Linked DNA regions of Bos taurus: region 2 is linked to region 1. Evidence: chromatin contacts called from public Hi-C data. All regions are on one chromosome and are shown on one strand. The core of a region is the stretch at or near the end of the contact, and the rest is flanking DNA. Distances in the headings are between cores, read along the strand shown. Region 1 overlaps LOC132343630 (a long non-coding RNA gene). Region 2 holds the start of PAQR8 (progestin and adipoQ receptor family member 8).

Evidence for each region. Hi-C and Micro-C count contacts between places; a contact is called where the count stands out from the background.
Region 2: a Hi-C map of an unstated tissue shows a contact between it and region 1, with 4 times the contacts expected there. The contact joins the promoter of PAQR8 here to the enhancer-like site in region 1. A contact is called at or near these places in 3 of 11 Hi-C or Micro-C datasets (liver, skeletal muscle and an unstated tissue).

What each region holds. Positions count from the first base shown.
Region 1 is chr23:24,724,263-24,730,491 of ARS-UCD2.0, reverse strand. The region is part of intron 2 of LOC132343630 (a long non-coding RNA gene); the gene reads right to left. LOC112443867 (a long non-coding RNA gene) reads left to right here. Exons shown (of 3, transcript XR_003032283.2): 3 at 1,271-1,677. Among named protein-coding and RNA genes, the nearest start is that of MCM3, 15 kb to the right of the region's middle. Within about 2 kb of position 2,266, at least 10 of the 102 cell types and tissues checked have an H3K27ac peak or open chromatin away from gene starts, as enhancers often do.
Region 2 is chr23:24,819,651-24,825,879 of ARS-UCD2.0, reverse strand. It overlaps PAQR8 (progestin and adipoQ receptor family member 8), which reads right to left and starts at 2,893. Exons shown (of 1, transcript NM_001101135.2): 1 at 1-2,893. The coding sequence starts at 2,874. The coding sequence ends at 1,810.

The sequences.
Region 1 (6,229 bases), core at 1,017-3,516:
AGAAACATTTCACTGACCATCATGAGGAAAAGCATACACACCCACACATCACTCTGGCCAGCTCAGCTCAGTGGTGCCCACAAGCCGCCAGGCATGCTCTGTGGATCCAGCTGGGGAAGCGCTGCATGGCTGCTATGCTGTGGCTGGGAGTGGGGAGGCTGAGCAGTGGCTGCCCTGGCCCAGGCCATGCAGGTCCAATTGAACCAAGCCATCCTCCATCTGTGGTCATTCACACTATGCTTATAGAGACACTTTGTCCCCCCGACCTTGGAAGACGAGCCCCCAGGACCAGGGTGCTCCCCACGCTGCTTCGTATTTGGCAGATCCTCTGAGTGTGTAGACTAAGCCCCCACAGATGGAGGCAAGCCTTCCGGATGTCTCAGGAGACATTTTATTATATCTGCAAAAAGCTGGTCTGCATCTTCAAAGGGAGGCCACCCACTTGAAACTGCTTCTCTCTGTGCCTCAGAAAGCAGCTGTTAGACCATATTGGCTGGCCTCCCTGGTGCCTCTGACCTTGAGTGTTGATCTAGAGCTGGGCATGCCTTTCGAGACATTGGAGATGCCATCTGTGCTATCTTTCAGGACCTCCAGAAAAGGCAGCCTGACCTACAGGAGGTCGTGGAAAGATCCCAGTGTGAGTTAGGACTACTGGAGGCATACGTAGAAAACTATCTTAACAGCTGTCAGTGCCTTTCATGTCCTGCTGGTCTCGACCTTTATTTCAGCCAAGTGTTTGTCAGTTGCCCTGGATCCAGCCATAATTCACATGTGTTGGAAGCAAGTCAGCTTTGCCATAGGGGAGATGCAGGCACTCTCTTACCCGCTGTCCAGAAAGAAATAGAGGAGTGTCACAGGGCTTGTCCCAGTGGGTGATGGAATATACCCTCTGTTTCAGTGGTGTACAGCTCAGTACCACCAACCTGTCACCCCTGAGGAGCTGCGTTTCAACAGGTGATCTGGGCTGTCTGGGGCACTGTGGAGCAGGCCTTCAGGCAGCTAACAGGCTAGCAGCAGCGTAGCCACTGGGAAGCGGAGTGTATCGGTGAGGTGGTCACTGGCTGTTGCTGGCTCCATAATCTGCATTGTTGTTGTTCAGTCGCTCAGCTGTGTTCAACTCTTTGTGACCCCATGGACTGCAGCATACCAGGCTTTCCTGTCCTTCACCATCTTCCAGAGCTTGCTCAAAGTCATGTCCATTGAACTGGTGATGCCATCCAACCATCTCATCCTCTGTTGTCCTCTTCTCATCCTGCCTTCTCTTTTCCAGCATCAGGGTCTTTTCCAAAGGTGGCCAAAGTATTGGAGCTTCAGCATCAGTCCTTCCAATGAATATTCAGGGTTGTTTGAGGAGAGGTCTAATGCCCAGAGTTGGACCACAGCCTCCACCCTCACTATGGCACACAGCAGAATCGCAAAGGATGAGGCACAAAAGCTGCTGAGGTTCCAAGTGCATCAAGCCAACAGCCGGTACCTGGCATTTCAGGCCGGGCCAACCCGAGGTGATACCTATCCATCCTGCTTTTTCATTTGACTTTCCCCTTCAGGTCCTTTTCCTTCTTTCCACATTAACCCTCCTTTTTTCCATTCCTGAGAATAAAGTACTGTTGCTGATGTTTGTATTAATAAGGCTCCAAGGTGTTGTATCTTCTTATAAAGTGCCAAGAGAGGGCATGCACGCAGGTCATCCCCAGCCGTAGGGGAACAAATTGTCTTCATTGTCAGAGGAGCCTATAAACAATTGGTTATAGGTGCGTGGCTGCTTTATAGCCCAAGCAGTTGATAGTGGCTGACATACACATCTGTTGGTTCTACTTTAAATTTCTTGAGTCTCACTTTGACCACTCATAAAGGCATGAACATTTATCTACCTCCCTTTACACCAGCACACACACAAATGTGCCCTTCTCTTCACCAACTCTGTTCAAATAATACTCTCTATTAGTTTCCTACTGTCTCTGTATCAGTGCCAGGTGGCACTATTGGTAAAGAACACATCTGCCAATGCAGAAGACATGAGACATGGGTTTGATCCCTGGGTCAGGAAGATCCCCTAGAGGGCATGGCAACCCATTCCAGTGTCCTTGCGTGGAGAAACCTATGGACAGAGGAGCTTAGCAGGCTACGGTCCACAGGGTTGAAAAAAGGCAAACACGACTGAAGTGACTTAGCATGCAAACATGCAAAGCACATATATTGTAACAAATTGCCACAACTTAGCAACGTAACATAAGTGGGACTTGCAGAAGGCACAGGGGTGACACAGTGTGGTCCTTTGGGAGAACTGCAGTTAGTTCTGCAGGGTGGGGTGAGAGGGGGAAATGTGGGGCTGCAGAGGATCCAAGGAGCTTGAACATTTTCCTAAGAGCCAAAGAGAAGCACTGATGGAAATTACCCAGAGAGGTGACATGATCACTTTGGCCTTTAAAAAAAGATAACCCTTTGGGAGTAAAGAGGGATGAACTGGATTGGGGAGGAGAGGGAACTGGGGACAGGAGGACCAGCTAGGAGGTGAGCAGGAGTTATACGGGAAGGGTGGAGAGTGAACTGTACAGTTGTGTGTGTGTGGTAGTTAATTAGAATATGCTAATCAATTGGACTACACAAGAACTTCTTCCTTGTTAAGCACCCGCCTTTTTCCAGTTGTGACTGGCCATTGTAGGACTGCAGCCCAGTAGCTCATTGGATGATGGGACTGTTCGTTCTCCAGGTTGAGTTAACCAGAGGGATTCCTGAAAGAGGTAGTTTCTGCCTTGACCCTTACAGTTTTCAGAAGGCGAGAACATTTCCTTGGTCTCTCTCAGTCCTCCTTCCAGCCTACCCTCACCCACCTAACTGAGGCTACAACTGTCAGAGGCAAACGGTGGGCTGGAGTCATGCAGAGCTGGACAGGAGCCTTGGTTTCCCCATCTTTCGAAGCGGAGCCAGATAACCCCTAGACCTAGCTGCAATCTGATTTAGCTGTGTTTACCTTGTGTCCTGCCCCTTTTTCAGTTTTCTCTCCTTCCCTCAGTGTCCTAGACGTGAAAAAACTCACTGGTGAACGTGTTGTATGTGGAGGCGGGTGGGGGCTGTGCGGACAACTTCAGGGTGAAAACTACACCACAATGAGAAAGCTCTACTAGTTTAAAAAGTGTAATTTAATAAAAGTTTCTGTTACTCTTTTTCCCTCCTTTAAGGTTTATGGGTGGGGGGGGGGGTGGTGGTGGGGTAATAGGTGGTTTTTAATGTTAATGATGAAAACAAAGCACAGGAGGAAGACTTTATTTTGCTCAGGGGACACAGTTGCAATGGGACAGGAGTTTATTTGCTAATTTGGAGGTGAGACTGAGAAGGCAATGGCAACCCACTCCAGTACTCTTGCCTGGAAAATCCCATGGACGGAGGAGCCTGGTAGGCCGCAGTCCACGGGGTCACTAAGAGTCGGACACAACTGAGCGTCTTCATTTTGGAGGTGAGAAAGAAGAACGAGCCTTGTCCTGAGCTGTTTCAGCCTTGAGGCAGGAGGAAGGCTGGTCCTGGGGCCCCAAGGACCCTAAGCAGCTGGAATCAGTGACTATGGAGGAGTGGCACTCAGTCCTTGGATCAGGAGGGTTAAAGCATAGTCCAGGCTCATGTTTCACTTGCGCCTGCACTCTGCCAAGAGAAAACTTCTGGGGAGAGAGCTGAGGGGGTATGTTAAGGTAAGCTTTGGGTGGATCCTAAACTTGGACAAGTTCTGAACTGGGGAAGCCCATCTCCTAGGACCCCAAGGTCCTGGAATTTCTTCAGGTCTCAACTTGTCTCTCTGTAACATGAGCAAGCCTGACTGAGACCAGGGTGTTTTAGGATCACTCAGCTTCTCGTGTGAAAATGTCACTGTGCTCACGCACTGTAGACCCAGCAGCATTCTCTGGGGTATCGGTCAAGTTTGGCTGCTGATCAGAGTCAGTCCTAATTCCTGGGTGGAGCTGGGTGGCAGTGGAAGGGGAGAGGAAGGGGCCCTGCTTCTCCTGTTCCTGCCATTCTCAACCTTCTGGAACCACAGAAGGAGGTCTGATCATGGCCTCAGTGAGGCCGGGCTAAGGGGGGGAAGTTGAACAATAGAACAGAGGTTGAGAAAGTCAAATGCACAGAGAGAGAGAAGTCTTTCCCACAGATTCAGCATCATTTGGTGAAAGCATCACAGGTAACCGTCTTCCCTTCAGAGAGTTTGAAAATATCTATTAACACACCTCCCCCTGAGGATGAGAGTTGGAGGTGATCATTATGAGTTATCTGTGTATTTTCTCCCTACTGTATGAGTGCGTGCTCAGTCGTGTCTGATTCTTTGAGACCCATGGACTGTAGTCCACCAGGTTCCTCTATTCATGGGATTTCGCAGGCAAGAATACTGGAGTGGGTTTCCATTTCCTTCTCCAGGGGATATTCCCAATATAGGGATTGAACCCATGTCTCCTGCATTGGAAGGTGGATTATTTTTTTTACCACTGTACCACCTGGGAAGCCCCCTACTCTCTACTGCTGCTAAGTCACTTCAGTCGTGTCCGACTCGGTGCGACCCCATAGACGGCAGCCCACCAGGCTCCCCTGTCCCTGGGATTCTCCAGGCGAGAACACTGGAGTGGGTCTACTCTCTACTATATGACCCTAAATAAGACACCAAGGATGCTTTGAGACCCTAAGGCCCAAAATGGGCAGTATGTATGCTTACAAAGACTAAAACCATTTGTACACATAACACCTAGCATAATACCACACAAGAATGTTCCAATGTCAGGTCAGGCAGTTAGTTCTCACCCTCAGCCCATACTGTCCTAGAGAATGGCTCTGCCTCCTAGAGACTGGTATAGGTGTCTTGGACCAGGACTGCCATGTGGGAACTGTACTGGTCTCGGTGGCCCAGCAGCTGATTCCCAGGCCACTCTGCTGACCAGGCGCCTGTTCTCTACTGTATCAGAGGCAATCATGGCAGCAACAGTCAGGTGGCACCTGACACTGTGGCTCTGGGCTGGAGCTGGTGCACTTGCTCACTTGTGCTGTAGGGGGCACTGTAGACACCTTGGAAGGCGCTGGGGCTTATGGGAGGGTCAGGGTGGAGCTAAATCTAGCTTAACCTAGGCCAGCTTAACACAAAAGGCCCTGCACTCTGTTACTACCTGTATTTCAGAGAGAGGCTGGAATGGCAGTAGGTGAAGGACGATGTTATTGAGAAAAGGACTCCCAAAGCCCCACTGCTGCAGAATTTTTGTGGCTGCTGCCTTTGGGGTTCCTTTAGCAGCTGAAGATAATTAGGGATGTGCCTGGTACAACAGATGACGCTGTGGAGGGTCCAAGATAGTAGAGCTTCCTAATGTCTGAGGCCCTTAGGCTGGACCCCTGCTTCATTCCAGCTGGAGCCTGTGCAGGGAGGGACAGAAACAGAGAGCTGGTCTCCCGGCTTTCATCCATCCAGGCTGACCTAGACCTGCCCAGGACCCAACAAGGAGTTCCCTGACCACCACAGCCACCCCAATCTGTCAACAGGGAGAGGTAAATATGGACCTATTGTCTTGTCCCCTCTTGAAGCAAACAGCAGGCTTCCTCCAAATGAGCCACTGCTCTGCCCTTGTGTGTCTGCTTCACTGTTTTGTGCAGGGGGCTTCACTCGGCCCCCTGCTTACTTGCCTCCACTTCAACAGGGCCCCTGCACTGCTTATTGCTAAAGGCCAGCAGATCTTTCAGGCTGGCTGGCCAGTGAGGAAGCCAGCTCAAGGCAGGGCCAGTCACCCTCCATCATACCATGTACCAAACATCTTTGTTGGAAAATCCCTGCAATGGAAACCAAACAGAACGGATCGGTTCACACAGCACGGCTGACAGAAATATCTTGCTGGGCCAGACTGCTGTCTCTGTTAAGATACCACCCACAGCTGTAAGCACCAGCTGACTCCTCTTGAAAAGAGAAGACTGTTAACAAAGACCAGGGCTGGCTTTGGAAGGCCAAGGCTGGGTGTGAGAAGGCTGATGGGGGCTCCACACTTCGGCTGGGGACACAGGGTAGGAAGGGCATGAACACTAGGTGTCAGTAACTGTCATGTCCCTCTCCACTACCCTCCTGACCATGGCTCCCTGCTGCAGCTCCCACAAGGTAAGACAAGGCAGATTAAGATTCTGTGCTGCTTCTGGGGCCCCCCAGAAACTTCAAATTTCCAGACACTGCCTCCAGTCTGTCTCCCTTGTCTTCCTGACAAAGCACCCTGAGGGACCT
Region 2 (6,229 bases), core at 1,644-4,143, 95 kb before region 1:
GAGGATTCCCAGGAGGAATCCACCAGGAGGAAACAACATAGCTGACAAGACATATGCTTTCTCTTTTTTTGGCTGCCCACGGCACATAGGATCTTAGTTCCCCAGCCAGGAATTGAACCCACACCCTCTGCAGTGGAAGTGTAGAGTCCTATTCACTGGACCACCATGGGATTCCTGCTGTGCTTTCTTGATATAAAGATTATAGGAAAGCTTCAGTTGAACTTTTCTCCCCGAAAAAACACAGGTCGAAAGAGTCTTCTGACGGATAAGCGATTCCAGTGTTCTGAGTTTCTTTCATCCGCCGGTTGAAAGGCAATGAATTCTCTTTTCTTATCCCAATAACCTCAAACAGGAAATTCCACATGGCGGTGTATTAAGTGTTTGTAAATTTTCATTTATAAGGCACAAACCCTACACATCTCTCAAGAGAAAGGGAAAAAAAAAGATGCGAAGACAGTAACCTAGGAAGAGAGGAGGTTCATCAAACTGGAGTGAAAAGCCACCTCCCTTTTTAGTAAACAGAGACCTTATACTGATAGGAAATGCAGTCTTTGGGGAGGGTTTCAATGCAGCCCCCTTCCCTGGATCACTGCAGAAGGCGGTCCTCAGGGGGCTGCGAAGCCAGGACACATCAACTGTAAGAACCCACCCCCAACCCCCATCCCACAGAAGCTGCTGGCCAGTGATGTCCTAGCCGAACATTCTGCCTACAGGGTGCTCAATTCACCAGCCTCACCCAAAGGAGCCTTCGGGGACCAACCTTGCATGAGTACACACACATGCCTGTTCTGGGGCTTGATTTAAGCTGCTCTAAGCTGAGGTACAATGCTTTCCCAAGGACCGTGAACTAGGATAGTTACATGGGTCCTTCATGGGGCAGCATCTATTTAAGAGGCTGGACCTTGAGTTCCTCTTGAAATAATCAGATCCCTAGAACCAATTCACTCTACCAGGGGCTTTTTGAACATGCTGGTCAAAATCTGGAGAAGATTATCTGAAGAAAGCTCCAGATCTTCTGGCATGTAAGGCAGCCCTAGTAGATATCAAGTAATCCTGCAGTGCACAGGGATAAAACAGAAGGGTCCCATGACACCAAACAGTAGCCATGCTTACTGGCTGGGCCTCCTGATGGCTCTTGGCACTGTATTTTCTAGTACCGTTTCCATTAGTATTATATGAGAGTAAATATCCTGAATGTCTGCCTGGATCCAAGCATTTCCCGGAAGCATGACTGCTTCATCGTCCTCGCTATGCCCATGCAAGGTACAGCTGGGAGTGAATAGCACTCTGGAGAAAACAGCCAGGCAGACATCATCCTGAGAAAAGCGGGCTAGAGAAGGGACCAGAAGTCAGACGAATCCAGTATCCAATCACCAAAGACCAGCATCGCAGAAGAATGCCCATTTCAATACAGTGTGGTCCAGCCACCTTGTAATTTTTTCAGTCCAGTTAGATTTTCCCTTTAGTCCAGGGCTGGCCCCCGGAGGCCACAGTCAGATTTCTACTCAACTTTCAGGCATGAAGATGGTTCTTAATTCCGTGTCCAACGAACCTTAGCCGAGGTCCCTTCCCTTCCTGTGTCTCGCAAGGCTACAGCCCAGAGGATGAAAGATAAACCTTTCATTCACGACAATGATAACAAAACTCTTGGAACCTTTGGCGTCCCAATGCCATAGCCATAGCCACCCTTGGAAATATGTACTCATTTAAAAGCCCACTCTTAAAAACACAAAGTCATCTCCTACTGTTGACTCAAGTTCTCCCCAAATCACGACAGGCTGCCTCCACACCGCGCCCCACCTGGCAGCCTCAGGAATCTTTCTTGGTCAGTCTGGCCTTGATTTTTTGTCTCAAGAAGGCTGCAGTGCCTGCACTGCAGCCCACCACGAGGAAGAAGGAGAGGCAGGCCAGGTAGATGGACAGGGGGCTGTGGCGTGGCAGGTAGATGTCCTGTCGCCCCTTATAGTCCAGGAGGATGGCCTCCAGCTGGGAGAGTGTGCAGACAGACAGAAAGGTGTGGAAGATCTGGTGCCCGTGGCCCACGATGTCACAGGAACCAGGGAAGTACTTCTCCGGAACCGGGCAGGAGAAGAAGTAGGCACTGACCAGGAAGAAGATGATCTGGAGGGTGTGGTACCAGGCTGCTGGGTCCTGGCAGCCAGACAGGTGGCATAGAACCACGCGATGTACCACGGGGCTGATGTCCAGGATGTAAGCCAGCCCGGACGGCACCACCTGGCAGATCTTCCTCATGACCGGGTAGGGCCGGCGGTAGCGGTACTTGGCGTAGCAGCAGCCGGCGCAGGATAACCAGCCACAGAAGGCGGCGGCGGGCAGGAAGAGGAGCCAGAAGTGCTCGTACCAGGCTTGGTCGGAGGTGTAGAAGAAGTGGACCAGGGCGCTGCCGTACTGGTAGACGCTCACGCCCACGTAGTCCACGAAGTAGAAGGTGTAGTGCGAGAGCTCCGACTTGGACTGCAGCAGGTGGGCCAGGAGGCTGAAGGTGAGGTACGTGATGGAGGACAGGACATAGACGAGCAGGGGCAGCGTGTAGGCAGAGGCCCACGGCAGGCCCTCGGCCTCCACAAAGGCCCAGAACCGCAGGAGGACGGCCAGGGCCGCCAGCAGGTGAGTCCAGACGTTGACCACCTCATTGTGTTTCTGAAAGAGGCTGAAGAAGTAGTAGCGCCACTCATGGCCGGTGGGGCGGTACCCGGCGCGGATGTAGGGCTCCCGGAAGAGCTGGGGCACGTCGGTCTCGGGGACGGTGCCGGGCATCTTGGGCAGCCCATCCTCCAGGATCTTGGGCAGGCGTCGCAGATGCTGCCCGCTCACGGACAGGGTGCTCAGACGCTCCAGGATGGCGGTCGTCATGGCTGCCCCGGGATGCTACCTACAGGAAACAGTAAAAATGGGCAAAGATGCCGTGAGAGAGGGGCAGGTTTTCTAGTGCAGCTGGGCAGGCGGGGACTGTAGACAGCTTCTTTGAGCCTCATTCTTTTTTCATATGTAGAATAATAGAGTTGGACCAAGGTCCCTTACTGTCCTGATATTCTGATTTTGACATCTCTTCTACCCTCTACAGTGTGAGGCCAAGTTGCATCTTGTAAAATGGAATGTTGTTGCTAAGTCACTTCAGTCATATCCGACTCTGTGCGACCCCAGAGATGGCAACCCACCAGGCTCCCCCGTCCCTGGGATTCTCCAGGCAAGAACACTGGAGTGGGTTGCCATTTCCTTCTCCAAAAGGGAATGTTAGCAACCCTATTTTTATGACATCTACCAAGTAACTAAGGGTACCTTTAAAGCTTTGCTAGATGATATTTGCTAGATGGCTCAGTGGTAAAGAATCTGCCTGCCAATGCAGGAGACTCAAGAGATGCAGGTTCGATCCCTGGGCTGGGAAGATCCCCTGGAGAAAGAAATAGCAATCCACTCCAGTATTCTTGCCTGGAAAATCCCATGGACAGAGGAGCCTGGTGGGCTACAGTCTCTGGGGTCACAAAGAGTTGAACACAACGAGCACACACCCTTAAACAAGACAATATTAAAATGTAATCAGACAGGCTCTAAAAGTACAAAGTATTTTACTGAAATACAAAAATGATCAATGTTGATATGATGAATGAGAGTCTACATTTCTTGAGCACTAATCTTAAATTACCCACTAATTTCACTGAGAACTTGAAAATCTGAGATAAGCAATAGTAACTTGAAATTCAAGGTCATCCATAGGGTGGTAAAGACCAAGGAATATTCTGGGAAATCTTAAGAGTTGAACAAAATTAACATGTGGCCTAAATTTAACATGAAATCTAATTGCAAAGATTGTGTGTGTGTGTTTAAATTATGCTCTGGAAAGCAAGTAGTTTTGGACTCGCCTTTCCTGAGTACCCAAATCTCTATCCAATAAGTTTCAGGCTTCAAAAATTTAACTTGCACTTGGAATTTTTAGGTGATAACATGAACCAGATGAGCACGGTGATTATTTCATAAAAGAGCTGCAAAATTTCAGATAAAGTTACTGAATAAAGCAATAGATTTTCAGTCTATCTACAGATACCTTCTTATTCCTCAAACTCTTTTCTTCAGAAAAATTCAAAACCTGATTGATTCAAATGTCCTCCCTTTCTTTAGAGTCCTTTAGCAAAGGATACAGCAGTGTTTCTCAGGGCACTGCAGATTTTAGCCAAGAAAATGTCATCTTCCCATACACACTTCTTAATCAATATTAAAAGGGAAAAAAATACCTCATAGGGTCAAAAATGTAGGGCATGAAAATTAATAAAATGTAAAAAAAAAAAAAGTCTAGGGAGACTTGGAGTTAAGCGTTTGGGTGGCTGCTCCCTGGGCGACTTTGGGCCAGTCACAGACCTTGCCAAGCTTCAGTCTCTTCATCTGTAAAATGGGGTGATCATTGTCCATATTGGGTGCGATGTTTTGATGGTTAAATGAGAGACTCTAAATAAAGTGAGGAGCACTCTGCCTGGCCCATCTGGGTGCTTGAATGTCAAATCCTGCTGCTATGTTATAACTGGGAGCTGGGCTCTGTGCTGGGGTATGGAGACTGATTAGATCTGCTCCCTGCCTTGGAGGAGGTCAGACTCTACAGGATGGACAGATACACAGGTAAATCATGACAGAAACCTGGGATGAGTGCCCCACGAGAGGCGAGGGCAGTTCACTGTTTCTTGTGTTTTAACAATTGATAAAATATATTTATTTAAGGACAGTACAGGGGCCACCCATAAGCGATACATGAATAGAACAGAGAACACACATCCAAACAATTCGAATAAGAGAGATATACTTGTTGCCCACAGACCACGAGGTCTCTGTAAACAACCAAAGCAGAAGGTGGAAGGGGTGGGTGAGCGGGCTTTTCCAAGTGACCCCTGAACTAACTTTTAAGGAAAAGTCAGAATTCCCAAGAGACAATGGGGAAGTGGGTTTGGGTTGGGGTGTCGGAGAAGGCAGTGGCACCCCACTCCAGTACTCTTGCCTGGAAAATCCCATGGACAGAGGAGCCTGGTAGGCTGCAGTCCATGGGGTCGCTGAGAGTCGGACACAACTGAACGACTTCACTTTCACTTTTCACTTTCATGCGTTGGAGGAGGAAATGGCAACCCACTCCAGTGTTCTTGCCTGGAGAATCCCAGGGACGGCGGAGCCTGGTAGGCTGCCGTCTATGGGGTCGCACAGAGTCGGACACGACTGAAGCGACTTAGCAGCAGCAGCAGCAGCAGTGGGGGTACAAGATGTCCAGGCAGAGAGCAGGGTCAAAGCCCAGGCTCCCGAGGAGGGGGCCCTTGTGTGGCTGGAAGGATGACGCTGGCTCCAGAGATCTGGATCCCGTTGACATGCCTGCAGCGCCAGCCTGGGCTTTGTCATCTGGGAAGCAGAGCTAATGACATAGGACTTTATGATGTAATGCCTGTAAAGCGTTCAACACGGGGCTTGCTCCCAAATCCTCAACTGGCAAAATGTTGCCATTATTATGACATGGTTGGTGGTTGGTGCGAGAGGCAGGGGGCATTGATGAGCAGAGGGCCCAAGGCCTGCTCTATACCGGGTCCTGAGACATCTGTTTAGCCAGCACCCACCATGGATCCCCCACCAGGATCCGGCTGTGAACTGTGCCCATAGAGGAATTAAAGACACCAAGAGAAACTAAGAGTCAGTCAGAAAGACAGAAAGAGGGGAAGCGGGAAACGGAAAAAACAAAAAGGTATCATTTGAATACCTTAATTCATTTAAAAACAAGAAAACAGAAAGAGGAAAAGCTAAGCAGTGCTTCCGCTATCAGCCAGCAGAGGGATCCAAGAGCCCGGAGTTTTAAGTTCGGTACAGCCTCGCCTCCAGCTGACCTCTGTGGCAGTTGGTGACTGAGCACAGCAGGGGAGGTGGGGCATGGGTGGGGTGCACTGGCCCTGGGATCGATGGATCCACTGCAGGGCTCGGCCTGGAACGGGACGGCACCGAAGCTAAGATCTGCGTTGGCTGAGAAGCTCTAATGGGAAAGCAACGCTCGCGGGGGCCTTGGGGAGCTAAAGGGCTCTATTCTTTACACACAGGTTTCTACCATGTCTGGTGAAGCACAGAGGGAGATGAAATGAAAGTTATCAGTTTGGTTTTACTGTTGAAAAAAAAAAAGAGGTGAGTCACTGGGGGTATGAGCTGTGGGAGAAGGAATCCCGGAAGAAGCTGCTTGCTATGCTCCACCCGCATT